2 separate regions of the Mus musculus genome follow, and region 1 is linked to region 2. The links are chromatin contacts, called in public promoter capture Hi-C maps. All regions are on one chromosome and are shown on one strand. The core of a region is the stretch at or near the end of the contact, and the rest is flanking DNA. Distances in the headings are between cores, read along the strand shown. Region 1 holds the start of Ctf1 (cardiotrophin 1). Region 2 holds the start of Tbx6 (T-box 6).

Region 1 (3,995 bases), core at 1,324-3,823, 930 kb after region 2:
ATAATTAGAATTATATACATACATACCTACATATAATTCTATATATAACAGAAAACAAATACATTTTGGGGGGGGGGTCTGGACAGTGATCACTATTGGGACTACCAAGCAAAAGAAGGGGTTTCTGGGACCCGCTTGTCACACTGGTCTTAAGTCTGTCAAGATGTACATTTAATACTTGTGTAATATTTCTTGTGTCTATTATAGTTCAGCTAAAGGTTTACTTAAAATGGATGCTGTCAAGATGTCTCAGTGAATAAGGCATTTGCCACAAAGCCTGATGACCCAAGCTCAAAAATTGGGAGCCCATGTGATAGAAGAGGGAACCCACTCCTGACAGCTCTCAGACCTCCACACCTCTTACACATCATACACAGGCAAAATAAATGAGAGACGTTTTGGTTTTTCCTTTAAAAGAAAAAAGGCCAGATGTGGTGGCTCACACTTTAATCCCAGCACCCAGGAGGCAGAGGCAGACAGATCTCTACATGTTTGAGGTCAGCCTGGTCCAATAATGAGATACATAGTAAGACCCAATCTCAAGAAGAAAGAAAGAAAGCGGGGGCTGGAGACGACGACGTGGCTTCCTGGTTAAAAGCTCTTACTGCTTTCCCAGAGAATAGTAGTTTGGTTCCCAGCACCCATGTCGCACTGCCTGTAAATCCCCTCCAGGGGAGTCCATGCCTTCTTGTCTCCTCCAGCACCCACTCAGACGCACACATGGCCCCGACACACACTCAAATGAAAGGGAAGAAGATGAGAGTGTCTCGCATGATTTTTATTTGAAGCTGCGCTGTCACTAGATAGGACGAGTCTGCTGTGCTATGTGTGTGAGGGGTGTCTGTGACGTTTTGGTGTGACCATGTCCACCATGACTGGCAGCGTTTCCAAACGGTAAGAAGTAAAATCTCTGCTTGTCACACCTGCGTGACCGTGGGCAAGTCATTTGTCTCATTGCCTCCTCTATTATGGAATGAGTTAATGTGTATATACAAGCATTCAGGATAGTGCTTGGCACACATGAATACCCAATACATACTGCTGGTTAGTGTGTGTGTGTGGCCACTGCTGACATTGTGGCCTCACCATTCACCTATGGTGTGCTCTGCCAGTGAACTTTGTTCTGACAGTCTGCTTGTGTTAACCCTCTCACGCAGGCTTTTCCAGTTTCCTTTCTCACAAGCTCCACTCAAGTGGAAACTTCTGGTTTGGAAAGTCAGTTATATCAAATGATAGTTTGCTGGGGCACACAGGTGAAAGGATGTCTTGTTAAGCAGACACATGAAAGAATGTTGTCCTGAAGCAGACACAGGTGAAAGGTCCCATGATGAAGGAGTAGAAATGTGACCCCAGGGTCAGTGGGACACTGAGCATTGGTGTGGTTTGCTCCGCCTTGCTGTACTTCCCTAAGAACACGAGTGTATTGGTTCACCTTACATACTGTTGTTGAGCTCAACTTGTGGTTACACCACCATTGAGAGAAACCCAGCCAAGAGCTGCTCCTGAGGTTCCTGTGGCAGCTGCTGCTTCAGTGGCCTTGGGCCAGTTGGTGAGCCTTGCAGTTTCTTCAGGATTAAACTACAGCTGCTGGTTTGTGCATGGCGTCTGCCTGCCTAGAGGACTGGACTGTAGCTGCTGAGTGTTTGGTGTTTGCTATGGGACTGAACTGCTGACAAAGGAGACCAAGCTTGCCCCCCAAAGAACTATTGCTGAGAAGGTCCACCTCCCCCATATTCTAACAACTTTTCTCTTCCACTGCCTCTCATGGGTGGTGGGCAAGAGGAGAGGTTAAACGTTTATTAAAAGTAGGTTGCAAAAAGAAAAAAAATATATGCCTATACTCCTTCATCTGACGCCTCATCATCTGGGTCCTCTCTGTGCCAGAGCCAAAGACAAGAGTAGGTGCTTGGGAACCAATTATAGAGGCAAGTGTGTCCAGTCCTTTCCGTGTCTACCCCAACGTTAATGAGTTGCTGTTCGGGTGTGACCTCCCTGAAGCTCGTGCTTGCCTGTGTAGAAGGCTGGGTCTGAATGCCTTAGTACACACACAGATGTGTGCGTGCGAGGGTCTCTAACGGTAAGGTGAGGAACAGTCTCACTTCTGATCAGTGTGACAGAGAAATTAGAAGGCATTTAAGATAACTAGACCAGGGGGTGCGTGCCTTAGGTGGACCCTAATCTAAACAAGGCTTCCCTGGCCTCTCTTTGTCTTCCCCAAAAAGGAAGTCCTGCCTGCATTCTTCTCCTGCCAGCCTTGCACCTTTCCTCTCAGGTTTCCCAGCTTTTCCCTCCAAAGCAGCCAATAAACAGGCTCTACCTCAGGTCTGAGCCTGAGTCTCCTCCCAACAGGACACAGAACTGCCTTAAAGGCCCAAGTTCCCATTCACTGTGCCAACACCTGCCTCCCAATTCTGGCCCCTTCCCAGTCTAAGCTCACAAGCCGGTTACTGAGCTCTGGGCCAAGGAATTTTGACTGAAAGTAATGGTGGGAAGGAAATATTTGGGGTCTGAACTATGATTGGCCGAGCCCGAGCCACGCCCCTAGCCCTTTCCCCCTTTTTCCCCCTCCCCTCCTCCTCCCCCGGAGGGGTGTGTTGAGGGAACCTGGATAAGCCTGGGGCCAGCATGAGCCAGAGGGAGGGAAGTCTGGGTAAGGGGTTGAATGACTTGATCCTGTGTCCTTGGTGAATAGGAGTCGGGGGGATCGAAAGCTGGGGTTTGGATGTCTGTCAGCACCACCCCACCCCCAAGTCTGGGAGGGGAACGGCCTGGGCGGGGGAGAGGAGACGCCGGTGTCAGGTAACCAGCGGGTGAGTTGGGAGAAAGAGCAGGCGCAAGGAATTGAGGCTTCAGGGCCTTGGGTTCAGGGGTTAGATCACCGAATATATATGGGTGAGTACACCCTGAAAAGGGGCTGGGGTCGGGTTGGAACAGGATAATAGTGCTTCTTGAGAATTAGGAAAGAGTCAAAGCTGAAAGACTGGAGGGAGAGGCCGAGTTAAGGAAGTCTTTGATCTTCGAAGAAGCTACAAGTGACGAGAGCTCAAAATACAGGCTTCGGAGATCTCGGCTGGCGGTGGGAAACTCCGACGGAGGGGATTGTCGGGTCAGGACTACATTCCCCAGCATGCATTGGGGTCCCGGCAACATACATATTGGGAAATGTAGTCGGCTTCCCGTGGCACCACCCTCTAAACAGGGAAGGCCATCCTGTCGTTGATTCATTGATGCTGCTGAGCCTAGCAGGTCACATAGGAGCAACATGAAGGGAATAGGTCTTCGGTTTCTCTATCTGTACAAGGGGCCGGAAAGGCGCGTTCAGTGCTTCAGAGATGCTGACTGAATTCAAACAAGAGTTGGAGAAATCCAAAGATATGTGAACTTTGACCTTAAAGAGTTTCTGGATAGTATCGGTGATGTAGAGTGAGGAGTCTCAGGATCAGACAGATTCACACGGATAAAAGAAGCTACTTTGGAAGTATGAACAAATTCCCTAAAGTGGAAGGAAGAAATTGATTTGAGAATAGGGAGAACTTGGAGGCAGCACTAAGAAGGAGGTATTTGAATTTGGTCCTAGTAGTATTTCAATAGTGACCTGAGGACAGGAGAGACATCTATGTAGAGAAACTGCTTGGTGGAGATCTGGTGCCTGGGATGGGGCAGATTCTTCGTAGGTTGAATATTAGCATCCAGAGCAGAGACTCTGGGTTCAGGGAGAGCCAGCTTGGGAAAGATGGTTAAGGAGTGGGGTTTGGTTGCCTTTATAACCTCTCACTTCCTTCTCTTTCCCACCAGAAGACCACCAGACTGACTCCTCAATCTCATTCCTACCCCATTTGGAGGCCAAGATCCGCCAGACACACAACCTTGCCCGCCTCCTGACCAAATATGCAGAACAACTTCTGGAGGAATACGTGAGTAGGTGTAGGGATGGTGGAGGAATACGTGAGGAGTACGTGAGGAGATGCAGGGATGGTGGAGGAATATATAAGGAG
Region 2 (3,894 bases), core at 820-3,319:
TGAGTGAGTTCCAGGACAGCCAGGACTGCACAGAGAAACCCTGTCTCGAAAAACAAAAGCAAAAACAAAACAAAAAAAGAGCAAGCAGATACTGTGGGTTTATAAATGGGTAGATATAGGGCAGAGAAAGCAGGCTGGGGCAAAATGAAGTGAGTATATATATAGTTATCATTTAGTTGTAAGTTTTATTGTTTTTTTTTTTTTTTTAATGTGGTGCTTGTATTGAATCCAGGCCCTCCCACAAGATAAACATCCCCAACTCCTAAAGTTGTTTATATTAAGCTCTCTGCTATCTAAACAAAACTACCTTAGGTTGAAATGGCCCTTAGGCCACCAGTTTGTAATCCTTGGACCTTGAAATCTTGTAGGGGCTTCCAAATCCTCCCTGTTGGAGCTGTCATTGATTTTCAGAACTACCCGTGCTTCAGAGTTCTCTCTCTTCCCAGTGAGGAAAAGTGGTGTCTGGGCAGGCAGCTGAGCTTCTCTGGGCCACAGGGTTTTTTGTTTTTTGTTTTTCATATATAAACCAAGACCAATGGTATTCATTCCCAAAACCCCATTGCCTAGTGGTAAAAGTATTGTCTGTGCCTGGCAGCCCTTTCTCTCCTTCCAGGAGCAAGCCTTTGAGAGCAGCCAGAAGTACAAAGAGGGGAAATACATCATTGAACTCAACCACATGATCAAAGACAACGGCTGGGACTGACCTAGCTCCTGCCGCATGTGGCTTCAGCCTGGCCTGGCCGCCAGGGGGAGCCACTGGTTTCGCTCCTCCTGAAGGGAGCTCTGGACCCTCAGGGCCCCCACAGGGGAAGGACCCAGCTCCTGTACATACATTTTATTGCATGCACTGTGACCTTGGGGGGAGACAAAGAGGGGGATTGTACCCCCACCCCCTGCACCTCCCTGCGATCTGGCTGGCTTGGATCTCATTTTTTAACCCCTTCCTGTCTTGCCTGTCCCATAGATAAGGCCTGTGTGCTGCTCTCATGGCCCTGGTGCACCACCTTTCTGTGAATCTCTCCCACTGGATCCCTCTTACCTGCAACGTGTCTGTTCTCGTTCTGTAGCATTTGTAAATAATAAAACAATGGAATGGAGACAGCCCCTGGCTCACATGGAATACAGAGAGGGGACCTGGAATCCAAGTTCCTTCCCTATAGATGGGTTCCATTCAGAGCCCTCAGCAGGGGGAATGGAGTAGGAACAGTAGACCAAACTAATCTTGCTCCTGACATCTTGCCTATGTTAGTCCTGGCTTTCGTTCCTCGGGGGCAAGCGTCAGAGAAGACCACCAATTCTCTGGCTTTGCCGCCCCAGTCTGAACTACAATTCCCAGGGATCCCAGCACAGGTTGCCTGTGGCCTTTACGTGCGACTGGCGCGGTGCCTACTGGGAAGTGTAGTTGAAATGTTCTCGGCGTGAGACCTTGCGCTTTTTGCACGAGATACCATAGATGTGTAACTGTGCACGCCCCTCAACTTTTGAGACTTGGAGGCTTTTCAGACTATAAACCAGGGAGGACTCTAGGCTTTAGTCCTCTGCCTCGGTCTCTTGAAGATGCCCAGTGTCTGGCGTATCAGCTCAGACATCAACCCTGCACTTGTCCTCGCGTTCACTTCGCAAGGCTAGTCCTCCAAGTGAAAAAAAGGGAGGGGGTCACCTTCCAGAAAGTCTGGGGCTTTAGGGTCTAACCCGGGATCCTAGGCTCGGTGCCAGGATCCAGATCCCACCCCTGCCCCCTAGCCGGTCTGCCCCCACCGTGGGAACGGAGACCAGCTGGCCGGAAGCGCCAAACTGCGTCCCTGTCTTAGCCCTAGGGATCAATCAGACCGAGGAGTTAATTATGTAATGAGGGGGTAGGGGGTCGGGACTAGTGAAGCTGCGAGGGAGAGGGGAGGGTACCCAGGTATCCGGCCTCCTCTTGGACCCCTTCTAGGCCCCAGGGGTCTCCATTCCAGCCCACCTCCAGGGCCCCAAGGAGGGGAGGGGCTGTGATCTCTGGTTTGGAAGGGGCTGTGCTGTGAGCTATAAAGGGGGCATCCCTTAGACCCCGGATTCTAGCAACGGGACACAAGGCCAGAAGAAACTACAACATGTACCATCCACGAGAGTTGTACCCCTCCCTGGGGACTGGCTACCGTCTGGGACACCCCCAGCCTGGGGCAGACTCCACCTTCCCACCTGCCCTGACAGAGGGTTACCGCTACCCTGGTGAGCGGTTGGATTGGCTCTGGGTAAGGGGCAGGAAACTGGGAATATGTGGCCCTCCCCTGGATCCTCATTCTTCCCACATCTCCAGATTTGGATACTTCTAAACTGGATTGCTTCCTCTCTGGGATCGAGGCAGCTCCCCACACTCTGGCTGCAGCCGCTCCTTTGCCCCTTCTCCCATCTGCTCTGGGCCCCGAGACAGCACCGCCACCCCCAGAGGCCCTTCACTCGCTTCCTGGGGTCAGCCTGAGCTTGGAGAACCAGGAACTGTGGAAGGAATTCAGCGCTGTGGGGACAGAGATGATCATCACCAAGGCTGGCAGGTGAGGGACGGCCAAGTCAGCTTTTAGAAAAGAGAATTCCTGGGACAGAGCTAGGGTTAGGGGCCCCTTCAGGGCTAGGACAACCCAGACAGCAGAATCTAACTATGGCCTGACACTGTGACCCTGGACTAACAGGAGTTACACTGTGTCGAGGTTTAAGGATCAGGCTGGCGAGTTTGTGACTGGGTTTAGGAGCCATTCTATCAAGGGTCAGAAAGGTCAGCCTGGCTGGGTTGTAGATTGGCATGTGGCCTAACTCAGAAGCAGACAGCCTATGAGAAGGGTCAAGGACCAGTCAGTGACCAGTGTGGGAGAATCTGTCCAGGATCAGGGGCCGTGTGTGACTAAGTCCCAGCTCACCCTGAAGGAAGGTGATTGCCTACCGTGTGAGCTCTGGCAAGGTCTCTAAGGCCTGAACCCCAGGCTAAATCCTGTCCCCAGGGCCCAGCACCTATTATTTCTGAAGAAAGTTAGTCTTTGCTGCCACAGAGGTCAGTGCTGCACCAAGGTGGGGAGCAAGAGGCTCCTAAGGCTTCAGGAAGAAAATAGTTACCACTGTTTCTGCAAAGAGAGTTACAGGGGGCAGGGGGCAGGAGCCTGGACAGGATGTGGCAAGGGCTCGGAGACAGAATTGTACCATGTTGTAACTAGGATGGAGAGAGTGAAGGGGCAGGTGGGGAGATTAACCTGCTCCGGCCTGTCAGAACCCCTAACCTGTCTGTCCCCTTTGCCCATCTGTACAATGGCTCTTAGACTCTGCTGGAGAACCTAGTTACACCTCTCTGGCTTTACCGTGCCAAAACTGAGGTGCCTATTGCTAGTTCCTTCACTGATGCTGGGCTCACAGCTGTTAGAGGGTAGCTCCAGGCCTCTCCTCCTTCCCCTTTCCCTGCGCAGGCGCATGTTCCCTGCTTGCCGAGTATCAGTCACTGGCCTGGACCCAGAGGCCCGCTACTTGTTTCTTCTGGATGTGGTTCCAGTGGATGGGGCCCGATACCGCTGGCAGGGCCAGCACTGGGAGCCAAGTGGCAAGGCTGAACCCCGCCTACCCGACCGTGTCTACATTCACCCTGACTCTCCTGCCACTGGTGCCCACTGGATGCGGCAGCCCGTATCCTTCCATCGTGTTAAGCTCACCAACAGCACACTGGACCCCCATGGCCACGTGAGGCCCAGGCTGGGACTCCTTGGTGGGGTGTTAGGGTGGTAATGGGAGGAAGGTGACGGCTGGGAGTCACCTCGTTTCTTCCCTCCCAGCTGATCTTGCACTCGATGCACAAGTACCAGCCTCGCATCCACCTGGTGAGAGCCACCCAACTATGCAGCCAACACTGGGGGGGTGTGGCCTCCTTCCGATTTC

What was found. Capture Hi-C pulls out chosen DNA fragments and counts their contacts.
Region 1: a contact with region 2 is called in a promoter capture Hi-C map of adipose tissue, with 2.0 times the contacts expected there. The contact joins the promoter of Ctf1 here to the promoter of Tbx6 in region 2. A contact is called at or near these places in 2 of 39 promoter capture datasets (embryonic stem cells and pre-B cells), 1 of 484 Hi-C or Micro-C datasets (liver), 6 of 115 datasets of contacts at active chromatin or transcription factors (bone marrow-derived macrophages, double positive thymocytes, embryonic limb bud and 3 more) and 3 of 9 other capture datasets (adipose tissue, liver and macrophages).

Annotation. Positions count from the first base shown.
Region 1 is chr7:127,710,130-127,714,124 of GRCm38.p6, forward strand. It overlaps Ctf1 (cardiotrophin 1), which reads left to right and starts at 2,574. Exons shown (of 3, transcript NM_007795.2): 1 at 2,574-2,650; 2 at 3,796-3,914. The coding sequence starts at 2,626.
Region 2 is chr7:126,779,414-126,783,307 of GRCm38.p6, forward strand. It overlaps Tbx6 (T-box 6), which reads left to right and starts at 2,070. Exons shown (of 8, transcript NM_011538.2): 1 at 2,070-2,211; 2 at 2,300-2,534; 3 at 3,432-3,699; 4 at 3,792-3,894. The coding sequence starts at 2,094. Ypel3 (yippee like 3) reads left to right here. Exons shown (of 5, transcript NM_025347.3): 5 at 614-1,097. The coding sequence ends at 703.